2 separate regions of the Gossypium hirsutum genome follow, and region 2 is linked to region 1. Evidence: chromatin contacts called from public Hi-C data. All regions are on one chromosome and are shown on one strand. The core of a region is the stretch at or near the end of the contact, and the rest is flanking DNA. Distances in the headings are between cores, read along the strand shown. Region 1 holds the start of LOC107913399 (mitochondrial uncoupling protein 5). Region 2 overlaps LOC107913400.

What was found. Hi-C and Micro-C count contacts between places; a contact is called where the count stands out from the background.
Region 2: a Hi-C map of leaf shows a contact between it and region 1, with 2.8 times the contacts expected there. The contact joins the enhancer-like site here to the promoter of LOC107913399 in region 1. A contact is called at or near these places in 4 of 34 Hi-C or Micro-C datasets (leaf and petal).

Annotation. Positions count from the first base shown.
Region 1 is chrD11:32,089,848-32,096,723 of Gossypium_hirsutum_v2.1, reverse strand. LOC107913399 (mitochondrial uncoupling protein 5) reads right to left here and starts at 3,583. Exons shown (of 1, transcript XM_016841967.2): 1 at 1,731-3,583. The coding sequence starts at 2,838. The coding sequence ends at 1,873. It overlaps TRNAS-GCU (transfer RNA serine (anticodon GCU)), which reads right to left and starts at 5,448; the gene lies at 5,367-5,448.
Region 2 is chrD11:32,140,863-32,148,206 of Gossypium_hirsutum_v2.1, reverse strand. LOC107913400 reads left to right here. Exons shown (of 23, transcript XM_016841970.2): 16 at 1-104; 17 at 259-364; 18 at 798-935; 19 at 1,753-1,911; 20 at 1,993-2,193; 21 at 2,539-2,733; 22 at 2,813-2,884; 23 at 3,035-3,409. The coding sequence ends at 3,157. Among protein-coding and RNA genes, the nearest start is that of LOC107913400, 11 kb to the left of the region's middle. Within about 2 kb of position 3,511, at least 4 of the 9 cell types and tissues checked have an H3K27ac peak or open chromatin away from gene starts, as enhancers often do.

The DNA of each region.
Region 1 (6,876 bases), core at 2,334-4,833:
ACTTCTAGTGAGTAGTATGTGAAAATAACAAATTTACATAACATTACACATATGATAACATGTTTATCCCATCAAATTTTGGAAATCGCATAACTTAATAAAATTAACGGTTAGGATGCATTTGGATCGCCAAAATCTTGGATTACATTTCGCAATAGGATTACGGGTGGAATATGAGATTACCTTGTTTGGTTTATTTGGTTGGAATATAAGATTCATGTCTTTGGTTAACAAAATGTAAGATTATCTTAAAACAAATTTTATTAAATTGCCCTTGATATAGGATTTTTGTTTTTATAAGTTCAACATTTTTTAGTCTTAAAATTTTCATAAAATTATAATAATTTAATAAATTCTTTTTTATTACACCTTGATTTTATTATATGAATTCAACTCAACAACTATTCAACCTAATTATGATAGTTTATTTATATAATTTATAGTTGTTTATTTAGAGAATCAGAAAAGAGAAGTAAAACTAAAATTCATAATATAAACCTCCAAATTTTATATTCTATTTATTTTCAACAAATTTAAGAAGATTGAGGTTTTTTTTTTAAAATTATTAATGTTTATGGCAAAATGGGTTTTATTTGGTAACGTAAGCTATTAACCTCATTTGTAAATTTTTATGTAAAATAAAAAGAAATGAGGATTTTATTTCCAAAAAATATAAAATCATATAAAGAAACTAGCCACTAAGATTAATAAAATAATTTCATAAAAGAAAAAATTAATCAACCAAATTCAAGTTGGATAGTTTAACCCAATATAAAAATTCAAAATTTATAATAATAAAAAACATTTTCCTAGGCATTCAACAAAACCATTTTTTTATAGAAAATTAATAACAAATATTAACGATGAATACAATAAACCACAAAGTAATATGAAGATAAAGAGTAATTTTGTCCAAAATTTTAAATTCTACCCGAAATCTTAAATATTCTAAGAAAGAGGCTTTCAAACCTCGATTCGAACAAGAGAAGTACGCCATGTTAGTGTGCCTTGAATGATCCACATCTTAGGGTCAGGTGTTGATAAGCACATTGAACTATCCATGTGACTGAAAACCCTTACAGTTCAGGCACAATGACGCAATTATTAGGGCTAACAGTCTCGTCGTGCGGACCTCCCATTGGGGGTCCGTTATGCCAAAAGCGAGAGAAACCCCATCCCTCTCTTTCCTTTTTAAAACTCCATGTCACCACATGGGAGGGACTCAGGGGTGTAAAAAGGAATCCTATCAACTTGTTCCGACCTAGGATAATAAGATCATAGGCTTGGTCTTACTTCATCGTCGAGAAACGAAAGAAGACTTTTATCTCCAAGTTTAATTCAAAATAATCCTATATTATGATATTTTGACACCGGTCAAGAATGTGAGATTACAGAATGGCTGAAATGCTGAGAATCTAAACACCGTAATCTTATTTTGAAATGTAATATGTAAGATTTGACAAACCAAAACATCCATTTATCCTTGAGTGAGAACTGAAATTTTAAAAATTAGAAAATACAGGAACTAATATCGGAATCAACCATCCAAATATCTCATGCACCCCAGAAGAAGATGCAAATCCACCTCAATTTTGATAAAGACGTTTATGTTTGTTTGCTGAAAAGGCAATAGTGATTAATGAGTTGGACAGCAATAGCATTATTACCCCTATCATGAACCCAAATCAAAATTGAGGTGGATTTGCAGCGACTAATTTACTTACAGTAAGTTTAGAGCAAATATCTCATCTATTGATATCATTATTAGAACAAGAATCACACATCGCGTTTAACATGTAGAACAACATAAAACTGGAAAACAATTAAGTAACTTAAACATTCATTTTCGTCATCGTCTTTGTTATCAATGCCTTAAAAGTCCTTAAGCAACTTCCGGACCTGTTCCAGCGTCACAAACAGCACCACCGTAAATGGTCCCTGTCTCGAGATTGTGGGTATAAACCCTTTATACAAAGCCATCGGCCCTTCCGCCTTCACCGTCTTGATAGCACAATCCAAAGCGCCGGCGTACGGCGGCTTTTGCCCTGCCTCCACCTTCATGTTCATCACCCTTGTTTTTATCACATCAACGGGATTCGACGCCACTGCCGCAACAAACCCGGCTGAAAAGCTCGCTGCCACGTGTGTCCCCAGCCCATCTTTCATCAGCCCGTTTTCCAAAATCATCTCTTTGATCTGATCGTAGGAGGCAAGCTGCGATGCCGTCACCAACATCGCACGATTCACCGTCAGCGATGAGCCGCGCCACAAGGAGGTGACGCCTTCTTGTTTGGTCATGCGAGTGATGGCGTCGACAACGCTGGTATAGTTACGACGTTGAGATACGGGGAGGCGTCCGTCAGCTTGCATTCGCACCATCGCCACGTCGGCTGGGTTCCCAACGGCAGCGCCGATCCCCCCGGCGATTAGCCCGGCGGTGATTTTCCGCGAGAGAGGCATTGTTTTGGTCTCTTTATCAGTCCACTTCTGTTTTAGGATGTCGTAGAGTCCCATGCGGGTGGTGGAATAGAGGGTCTGGCGGAGGACGGTAGCAGAGACGCCAGAAAAAAGAGCAGCGACGCCTTCGGTCCGGAAGATCTTGATCCCGGTGGCCACAGGTCCAACACGCGCCGGCGGAGGAGGCATGTGGATAGCAGAGGAGGTGGTAGTAGTGGTTGTCTGAAAGGCTAAAGCAGGGCGGAGTGCTTGAACAGCCGGATTGGGAACATGGCTTTCACCCTGGAGCTGCATTCGGACTTTGATCAAATCAAGCGGGTGGGTCGAACACCCGGCCACGATTGAGGCTATGCCTCCTTCAACAAAACCCTTCACTCCCATAGCGGCACTCTCAAAGAAGATCTAAACTCAAATATTTAAGAACTTTACCAAAATTTGCTTGCAAATCAACAAGGCAATTACTTTTTTTCAGAAAGGCAATAAAAGGAATTAAAACAAAAAATCAATAGAAGAAAAAGAAAGAGATGAAACTATTAAGACCAGTTGGAATTAGGGTTCATCTCACTGGAAACCAGGAGATGAGAATGGAGACCAAAAGCTATTGAAGAATAGTGGGGAACGTTAGGCCTTTGAGACATATGCCAACCAAGAAAAATCAGCCAATGAATGGGGTGATTTGCTTTGTGGGCAGGGGAACGTATTTATAGCTGCGACGGCGGTGGTCACGTGTTTCGGCTAAGACACATGGGAAATACGGGTGCTGCGGGAAACTTGGAGGGACACTTCTTGGGCCGTCTCTTATTGTATACGCGTTTTTTTGCCTCTGGTCTCTTTCTTTTTTTGTGGGTTTCATCAAAGTCAAAAATATCCCTCCAACATAGGCTGGAGCCCGCCACAGGTCTATCAGGTGGAGGTGGAAGCAAGTCGGCAATTTCAAAATGATTTAGGTTATATATATTTTATATGTAGTTAAGGGTTAACCCTAGAATGCTAAATACCACACATATGCTGAAAATTAATTAGTTAGATAAGTCAGATTTTTTTAAAATTTAAGAAAATATATTATTTTTGAAGAGAGAGTGTGAAATTGGACACAGATTGTTAAATGTTAGTAGTTTTATCTTTCGAGTCCCAAATTTGATTCTTCTTTTACATACATGTTTATTTTTCATTTCACGTTGTTTTAAGTTTTTTTCTTTATTTTTTATCAATATTTTAAATATATTGTTTTAAAAACTTTTATTTTGAATTCATCTTTTTGATTAATAACTTTTTTTATTTATAAAATTAAATAATATTATAAAATATTATTATTTTTAGTAAATATAATTTTTATATGTGAAATATTTATTTTTCAATCTATATCATGAATGTAGTAAATTTTTGTATTATATATTTTTATATGTGTATTTAAAATATTTCATATATAAATATAATGATATTTAAAATAATTAATTGAAATATTTCACATATGAAATATTTGAAATATCATACCCACAAAATAAATGAAAAAACAATAACTTTTGAAATATTTTAATTATATTTAAAATAATTATTTCAATTTAAAATATTAGTTGGAAATTTGAGTAGAGTGAAGTGGATTGGGCGGTCTCACGTTTTTTTCTTCCTTATATGACTTTTGGCTTTATTTGGTTTCTTATTAATTTCATCTGCAAATACGTTCATGCATGGTCTTTGACCACTTAAGGGGTGTCTGGTAGTTTTAGGAAATTCTCTTCAATTTTCTATGGTTGTTTCACTCCTAACTAGTAATTTGATTCATTCTTTTAACTGATTATTTTGAAAACTATCAAATAAAATTAACTGCTTAACAACTAATTAATAAAGCAAATTTTTAGTTCAAAAAGTCGTTTAAACATCGACTGTTAGGTTTTTAGTTACCAATTAATTGTCAACTTATACCCACAAAAGCGATATTTATTGGCAGCTAAATATTTCAATTTAATCCCTTTTGAAGTTAAATATTCAACTAAAACGGTAAAACTACGTTAATATAACCAATTTTTAACTCCATCCTAATTCCTGGCTTTTGCCCCGCAATTTGCGTTACAAAGGAGACGTATCTGTTTTTTTTTTTTTTTTAAAAAACAGCCTTAAGGAACTAATATTATAACGGAGGGACAAAGTCATTAGACGTTTTGACGTGTCGAGCTGTGATAAGAGGATGAGTAATTGCCAATCAGAGGCATAGGCCATCTCTATTTGATGGTTGTCCTTCGACGTGCCTGACTTTTTGAAGGCTGACTTTTCACAAGTGATTAGCGGTCACCCTCTGCTCTTTAAATTAATTATATAATTTAAAGTCAATCAACTTAAATTAAAATTTTTAATAATATGTGATTATTTAATTTATTCACAGTGCATAAAATTATATCTAATAAATTTTTTAATAATTTTATTATAAGTTTTGATTATATTTATTTTTTTAACACAATAATTAAAAGTATTCATAAATAAAAAAAATACATTTTAGCTCACTCAAACTTATATATCCTTTGTCATTTTTAAAGATTGATCAAACACTTTTATAAATTAAACACTCAACTGAATATAAAAAATAACACTTTTGTTTGTTTGAAGGAGGAGTCAGCTGGAGTTAAATTAAGTTTTTAAAAGAATTACTTCTAGTGGAAGGCTCCAAATGAATGTGCTATAACCACCCTTGACTGAGTGGGGTCATTGCATTCCCATTTCAAAGTTGGAACTGGTAAAGTTGATTAATTATGGGGGCTTTTCCGATGGTATAAAGGCCATCCACGTGTACATATGTAATTAAACGTTGACGGAGATGGGGCAAGCCGGTCAGGCATGACCAAGTTGTGGGATCATGTCATCTTGCCTTAGGGTGCTAAAAGTTTGGCAACACTGGAATTCGACAAAACTTTAAACGTCGCCTAAGAGATTCGAACTCTCGCGGGGAAACCCCATGTACTTAGCAGGCACACGCCTTAACCACTCGGCCAAAGCGACGAATACAATTTGACGTCTAATAAAACTTTTATAGCCTTATCAATTAAATGAAATAGCATGAAAATTAAACAGATACATCCGGGAAGGAAAATTACTTATTTAGCCAAAGAAAACCAAGATGAAGTGAAGTATTTAGTTGTAATACAATAATATTAGCTACCAATAAAGGGATTCTGTACAGTTTGGCCCTTCAACTAGTAAATTAATTTAATGCGACACGTTTGTTTTAAAAAGAAATGTTGATTGTGATACTTTCATTGTCATTAAACCTATGGTAGATGAGGGTAGACAAGTTAAATAAAATGGACTATGTGACTGTCATAGCTCTTCCTGGGTTGCACACGTAATCGACTTGATCCAAATTGAAGTAATAAAAATTTTGAATTAGATTTTAGATAAAAACTAACCTTCATTTAATAAAATAACATCAAATTTGATTTTAAATTAAAGATTTATATTGGATTATATAAATAGTAGCATATATGTAAATCCAGCATAGCTTTACGTGTTGATAACTCAAAATTGGTGACCTATAGCCACCAAATTCAAATGGGTTACGGAGGAGGAAGCAATCTCTATTGAAGTGGTCAAGAAAGTATATATATTAAAGCACTTGTGTTTAAATATTACACAAAAATAGGTTATTGGGGGTGAATTGTTTTCATATAAAAATAATTTTTTAATTAAACAATCATTTTTGTTAAGTAACTTGTATCATAGTGCTAGATGTGCTCATCAGAAGGGAAGAGATTGTTGAAGGATCATAGTGTTATATTTGCTGATTATTCATAAAAAATATTACATATTTTTAAAATATAAATACCTTATTGAATGATTTACAAGAACTCCCTTTAAAAAGTTTAAAAGGGAAAACAAAAGTAGAGAGTATGGTCAAATAATGAAAAAGTATATATTCTTCTCCATCTTTTCTTCATTCATTATATAACAACTTTATTCTGTTCCTTCCATTTGTAATTTCTTTTTATCAATTTGTTTGCACGACTGCTATTTTTTTTATAAATTAAAACTATATATATATCAGACATATTGATTGTGGAATAAATGGCATGTTTAATGAGACATGTTCTGGGAAGGGAATTGCATGCATTTTCATTGTGAGAATCGTACGCATCGCTATAGCCCTTGAGCTATCAAAGCAGAGATGGAACATTCATCTGTTCTTATGAAAAAGATGGAACATTGTTGATGAGTGGATTGCGTGAGAATGAAATTCTTTGCTTCAAAAGGTAGCGCGGCTACGCTTTTTGCCATGAAATATTAGCCAACAGCCTATGCTAGGAATTCTTGCACTCCCATTCACCCTCGCTGCCAAGCTGGGAGAAGTACCACATATACCACCCCTCCAACCCCCTTAATTTTGTATATACATATATTCAATATTTTACAAATATAAAGATAAATTTTAAT
Region 2 (7,344 bases), core at 2,262-4,761, 52 kb before region 1:
GCATTTCTTGTTTCATGCCCCCCTCCTGGCCCCTCTCGTCCTGTAATAGAACTTGTTATTGCAACAGCAGACTTTCAAAGAGATCTGTCTTCCTCAAATATTAAGTAAAGATCTTACTTCTTTTAGCTCATATATATTATGAACTTGTTCTATTCGGTGACCCAAAAAAAAAAACAATTGTTCTAGTCTATAATTTCTATTGTTTCAAAATACTTTCTGTTGTTTTCCGTTCTTCTCTGATCTTATAACATTTTTCAGACCTGTTAAAGGGGGAGTCGAGGCAAAAGAACTATTTCACTCTTATATAACATGTTGGATTGAAGAGAAGCGCCATTCTTTACTTGATTCATGCAAGCTAGATAAGGTACAAATTTCATGTTGCAGACTTGCATTACTGCATTATGAAGTTCATGGAAAAAGGCCCTATCTAGGAAAGGTCAAAAACAGATGTGCATTCTTTACTTGAGTTTTTAATGGTTCAGACCAAGTAATTCTTGGACACTTGTGCATTGTTTGCTTTTATTTGATTAAGAAAACCACTGTCGGTATTGCTTGGAAAACAATTTGGGATCCTCACATTTTACCCTGATGGGTTGAACTTTCGTTCTTTGTGGTTTGATCTAAGCAGTTCATCATTCATTAGCATTCTGAATATATATATGTATATGTATATGTGTGTGTATGCGGACTGCCTAGGCCAGAGAATTGCCAAGTGTGCATGACTAATTAAAATTGATTGTAAGCCAAGGTTTTGTATTTTCCCCACTCAAAGGCAATTTTCTTGAAATTGGTTGCAGGTTAAATGTTCTGATATTAAAACATCACAATCAACAACTCCTTTCATAGATGATATGTATGATCGGCTAACAGAGACATTGAATGAATATGAAATTATCATTTCTCGCTGGCCAGAATTCACAATCATCTTGGAAAATGTACGTCGTTCTGACCTTTTGTTTTGTTATGATATATTTGACTGTTGCTACAGATTTTTAGAATTATGTAATACAGGAATGACATATAGAATTAAAAAAAATGAACCCAACAATATTTCATAAAATGGACCTGAAACTACAAAATAACATGTTACCTAGTTTCATGACAGTATCAGTTTTCAGGGGAATTTTGTACTTCTGATTTTGAGCCTTAAGTTAGGTTCTTGCTTAATATGACATCTTACTATTATTATGGTATTAGATTTACAACTTTTTTATGCCAATCTATCATTTTTGCTAGTTAATTAGAAGTTACCTAAAGAATTGTGATTAATATATAATATACAAAAGCACAAATTTGGAGAAACTTTTGATGTGTTGGGAATATCTTTTATTCTTCATTATATTATTAAATTAGTTTTAGCATATAACAAACGTAATATCAATTAATTAATAGTAAATAAAATTATAGTAACATTTAATTAGATTTTTTTGAATTACGTAAGTGTTTAGCGAGAAGATGAGTTTAGTTGTTTTTGAAATAGTGCAGTTGTTTTAATCCAAATTAAACATAAATAAAATCAAATTGTAGGTATTCAAAGTTGGTTTTATTGAACTATACAACGTATTAAACCATAAATTCGTAACAATAAATTTGGTCCCAAAAACAGTTATTACTTTTAGTTATATATCAATTAAAATTAATATTTAGCATTATAAATAGCATCCATCACATAACAACTATAAACATGTGTTTAATCTGCTTTATGCTAACCAAACCTGTTTATGTCTCGTTGCTACTTGTTGCTATGAAAAGGCTGTAGCAGATGTTGAGAAAGCCATTATTAAAGCTTTAGAGAGACAATATGCTGATGTTCTAGCTCCACTGAAGGATGGCCTTGCTCCTAAGATAATTGGCAAATATGTTCAGAAATTCACCAAAGGAACTGCTGTCATCTACGTTGTTCCGGATGAGGTAAAGTTTTCTTCACGCATTTTTTCTGATTTGTCCGGTTTTTACCCCCTAACAACTAAAGAAAAATAATTATTTTTTCAGTTGGGAGTTCTTTTGAATTCCATGAAAAGGATACTTTTTGTACTGCATCCCAAGATAGAAACCAAGCTGAAGTCATGGTGTCCTTGCACTCCACCTGGTGGAAATGCAATTCCAGGAGAGCGTCTCAGTGAAATTACAGTAATGCTGAGGGCTGACTTCAGAAACCATATTCAAGCAATAGTGGAGAAACTTGCAGAGAATGTGAGTATCCTCTAGTACGCAGTGGAATCTATTATTGGTTTCATATCATGCTTTTGAGATTTCCAACGTCTGTGATTCTGGACTCGTTTTGTTTATTATGCAGTAGAATCTAGTACACAGTATTATCTCCTTGCTTTTGTTCTGAGTCTCTAATTTCCAGCTTTTCTTTTCTTCTTTCTTTTTTAAATAATTTTTTCGGATAATAGTATGAAGATTACACATTCCTAGTTTAATATTTAGATGCATTGTTAGCATCCTGGAATATGTGAATGCACAAGTATTTACATATTATATCCACTGTTTTGTTAAAGATATTCTCATGCTTCTATTTCTTTATTTTTATAGACAAAAGTTCAGACTGCTACAAAATTGAAGAAGATAATCCAAGACTCAAAGGAAACTGTTGTTGAGTCGGATGTAAGAAGTAGAATGCAGCCTTTGAAAGATCTTTTGATAAATACGATAGAGAACCTCCATTCTGTTTTTGAGCCACATGTGTTCATAACCGTCCTTCGAAATTTTTGGGACCGGATGGGACAGGTAGAACTGGCGAATATCTTCATATCCTTAATTTAAAATCATGCAAACGTATATAACATTTTTTTTCTATTTCTTACAGGATGTTCTACACTTTATGGAAAACCGAAGAGAGAACATGTCCTGGTATAAGGGCTTAAGGATTGCGATTTCGGTAAGTCTCTCCTCGACCAGTGAACATTCTGATATAAATTTGGATCCCTCGGACAAACACTTGAACTTTGTCATTTCTATATATGGTATTAACCGATTGTTCGTTAGCCTTGGTAGTTTACATGTTATTGAAAGCATTGCTAAACTGCAGGTGTTGGACGAAATCTTTGCGGCACAGATGCAGAAGTTGCTAGGGAATGCACTCCAGGAAAAAGATTTGGAGCCACCTCCATCTGTGATAGAAGTGCGGTCGATGTTTGCGAGGATTTTGTAAATTATGAGAAGTATGTATCTGCCTGTACAGATTTAGTCGAATTACACACTGCTTGGAAAGGAATGACTACCAGAAGCGATGGTTTTCAGAAATTTTGTAGAGGTCTCCATTGGAGGCCATCATTTCTTTGCCTTTTGTTTTTGTGGAAGAAATGTATGAAATTTTGGGAAGTCAGAGATTTGATATCCATTTTCCTACAGTCTTGTAACCAGCTAACTAGCAAAGGAAAACTAAGGTGGTGTTAGTTTTTTACGTCTCCTTAGGTTTTGGAATTAATCATGATAAGGCAGCCAGGAGCTAAAAGTTGAAAATGAAAGCAGTCAGGACCATATCATTCGATTCAAGCCTTACGAATCGAGGGAAAGAAGTCATTGCGGGGGACTGAATTTTTGACGACGCAAAGCCTTGGGATAAAGTTTGGTACAAGGTCCTATACCATATAAAAAATTTCTTGAACTGTTTTATCGTCTGACATGGCGTAACGGTGATTGTGGTATTAAATCAAATTAAAAAGAAATGGTGGCAGATTGTAATTAATAAAATTGAAAACAATTTAGGGGGTAAAAGCAAAATTGGTTTCTTATAATTTTTTCCTCTAAATTGTTGTTTAGCTTGATGCAGTTCCAAATGTGGAGAAATTAAAATTTCAGGTTTTCAATTCTCTAGGAATTAAGATATTCTCTAAAATAAACTTTATGATGTGATACAATATTTAAATATCAGAATTTCCAATATAAATTATTTTTATATTAAATTAAAATCCGGAATAACCTAATTTTATACCGGAAAGTTGCCAAGTTGTCATCCATGAAAAAAAGAAATTTACTTTCCTGCCGTTTGTAAGTTAGTAATGAAGTTTTTCTCAAGAGAAGTTCATAAACCCCTTTACTAATTTGGATCTCCTTCCGTAATTAAAATATACATACCAATTAGATCAATAAAATCTTAAATTAACCATTCAACCTAAGCTTTACTCTAACCTTTTTTTATATATTTTTATTTCAACATGTATCATTTATTACTTCCATCAGTTCTATATGTATACTATTATTAAGTCCCTGACACCATTTCAACTGTGAAATTACTAAAATACCCTTACCTTAAAGGGTAATTAATATTACTATAAGGGTATTTTTATCTTTTCATACATTTATATAATTTTCAAATAAAATAATTGAGAAACAATATTTGAGAATCAGACACAAAACCAACAAATTCATATAAAAAAACCTTACTACTCTACTAAGGCCCTGTTCTTCATTGCGCTTGGGAAGCTAAAAGTGCTTTTTCACCGTAGAAACAATGAAACACCTAGCTTTTGGGGTCAAAATTTGTGGTGGAAAAGTGTTTTTCCACCCAATTACAAAAGCTAAGATTTAAGTGTTTTTAATTTTTACATTTGGAAGTAAAAATTATCAAAATATCTTTATTTATATTAAATCTTAAAAGTATATAAAAAATAAGATTAATTTATATTTTATGCATCATTATTTTAAATTATTTAAATATGATTTATTATATTTAAGTTTTTAAATATTTTATGTGCCATTAATTTTACAAATGATTTATATCAATTATTTAAAAAGTCTTTAAAATTTATACTTCATGTACCACTATATTAAATTATTAAAATATTATTAAATAATTAAAAAAGAATATAGAATAATATGAAATATCTGTTACATACAATCCATTATCGCAAGATTTGGACATTTGGGTGAAAGGGATAGTGGAAGAACGAGATTCTGAATTTTGGAGGGAATTGCCACAGTTGATTAAAAGGAGTCATCAATTTTCGTTTCTAGTCCCATCATCTTTTTCTTTTAATGTTTCTATCCAATTGTTTGAGATTGGGGATTATAATGCCTTTGTGATCCGATTCTGTTGGTGCAATTATCACAGTTGGTAGGTGCTTTTTTTTAAATACAATTAATTTTTTTGGTTGGGTAGTTAAATGTTGGTGGTTTTATCCTTGAGCCTCAGATTCGATTTCCATCCCACTCATATTTATATTTTTATTTCATGTTGTTTTAAGTTTCTTCTTCTTCTTTTTTTAATGAATGTTTTTAACATATTAGCTTTCTTAATTGAATGGTTAAATAATAATGATTTCATCATTAAGATCCAGGTTTAATTTCCCTTTTCTAAACACATTTGTAATTTTTATTTCATACTACTTCAAGTTTTTTTATTTTTAATTAATAAATATTTTTTTAATTTTTTTATTTTAATTCATCTTTTTAATTAACAACTCTTTTATTTATAAAATCAAATAATAAATATGTAATTATATAATAAATATATATTTTACATATATCATTATGTTAAAAATATTTGAAATTAATAATAACTCTATATATATAATATAAACATCAACTATTTTTTTGATATATTTTTCTTTATATATAATATTTATATGTCAAATATTTATTTTCTCCACGTATATTGTGGGTATGGTGATTTCTAATATTATAAAATGAAATAATTGTTTTTTCATCTTGTGAGTATTATATTTCAAATATTTTTATATGTGAAATATTTCAATTAATTATTTGAAATACCATTATGTTTATATGTGAAATATTTTAAATACACATACAAAAATATTTACTACACTCATGATATGGATTGAAAAATAAGTATTACACATATAAAAATTATATTTACTAAAGATAATCATATTTGTAATAATTATTTGATTTTATGAATAAAATATTTATTAATTAAAAAGATGAATTAAAATTGAAAAAAAAATTATTAATTAAAAAAAACTTGAAACAATATTAAATAAAAATTAAAAATGTGTCTAGAAAAGGGGAATTGAATCTAGGTCTCAATGATGAAATCATTATCATTTAACCATTTAACTAAGGAAACTAATATGTTAAAAACATTCATTAAAAAAAGAATAAGAAGAAGAAGCTTAAAGCAACATGAAATAAAAAAATATAAATGTGAGTGGGAGAGGAATCAAACCTAGGACTCAAGGACAAAACCACCAATATTTAACCATCCAACTAAAAAAATTGATTACATTAAAAAAAGTCAAAAATTACAACTTAAAGGGAAAACGCGCCCAGCTAGACGTGCTTTCACATTCTTTCTCAAAAAATGACTTATTTCCCTAAATAAAATTTAAAACGAACTAAAATCCTAATTAAATTTCTTTTTACATATTCTTCAAATTTAGCCTTATTTATTTTTAGATGTTGATTAGCATATACATGAATGTGGTAGTTTAAATGCCCCAAATTATGATGATTCGCTTTTATTTGGAATTGTTATTTAAATATGTACTCCATGATTTTTTATGTTTTATAAAAGTTTGAGCCAATATTTTAGCATTACTCAAATAAACGAGTTCCTTGTCAAAATTACTGGATATAATCTCATTTAGTATCTTTAATGTTAAAATGCAATTTTTAAATTTAAGTGAATTTAAAAAAAAATTAAAAATACATTTTTTGTGAATTTAGGAAATGTCGATGGAGTCTTAGTTCAATTGACATGAGTATTGTCGTCAATACAAGAAGATGTGGGTTCGGGGAGGGGCTATGGATAGTCTAGGCATTGTGTTAAAAAGAGCAGATAAGATCAGGATCTGTAATGATATTTTTAAAATTAAAAATTAAAAAATAATAAATTAAAATTTTGAGTGTCAAAAATTGGCATTGATATTATTGCCCGTGCAAGAGAACGGTTCAAGTGTGGTAAATCGCATTATCCTCTTATTTAATGGTTGGGGAGGGGCTATAGGTAGTTCTAGGTATTGTATTAAATAACAATGTAACACCCCGAACCCGAGACCGTCGCCGGAGTCGAACACGAAGTGTTAACAGACTTCAAACCACTTATTAAAAATTTCCCAGACAAGCTGCCAATCTGCATACTAGTTGCTTTAAAAATCATATCTTGAGTTATGAAACTCGAAATCCAGTTCCGTAAATTTTCCCTGAAACTAGACTCATATGCCCATCTGCATATTTTTTTCTAGAATTTTTGGTTGGGCCAATTAGTACAGTTTATTAGTCAAAGTCTCCCATGTTACAGGGATCGACTACACTGACCTTTGCGCATTACGACTTGGATATCTCCCTGTACAGGGATTCAATACTGATGTCGTTTGTTTCTATAGAAACTAGACTCAAAGGGGAATCTATGCACATATGGAATGACTTCTAATTATC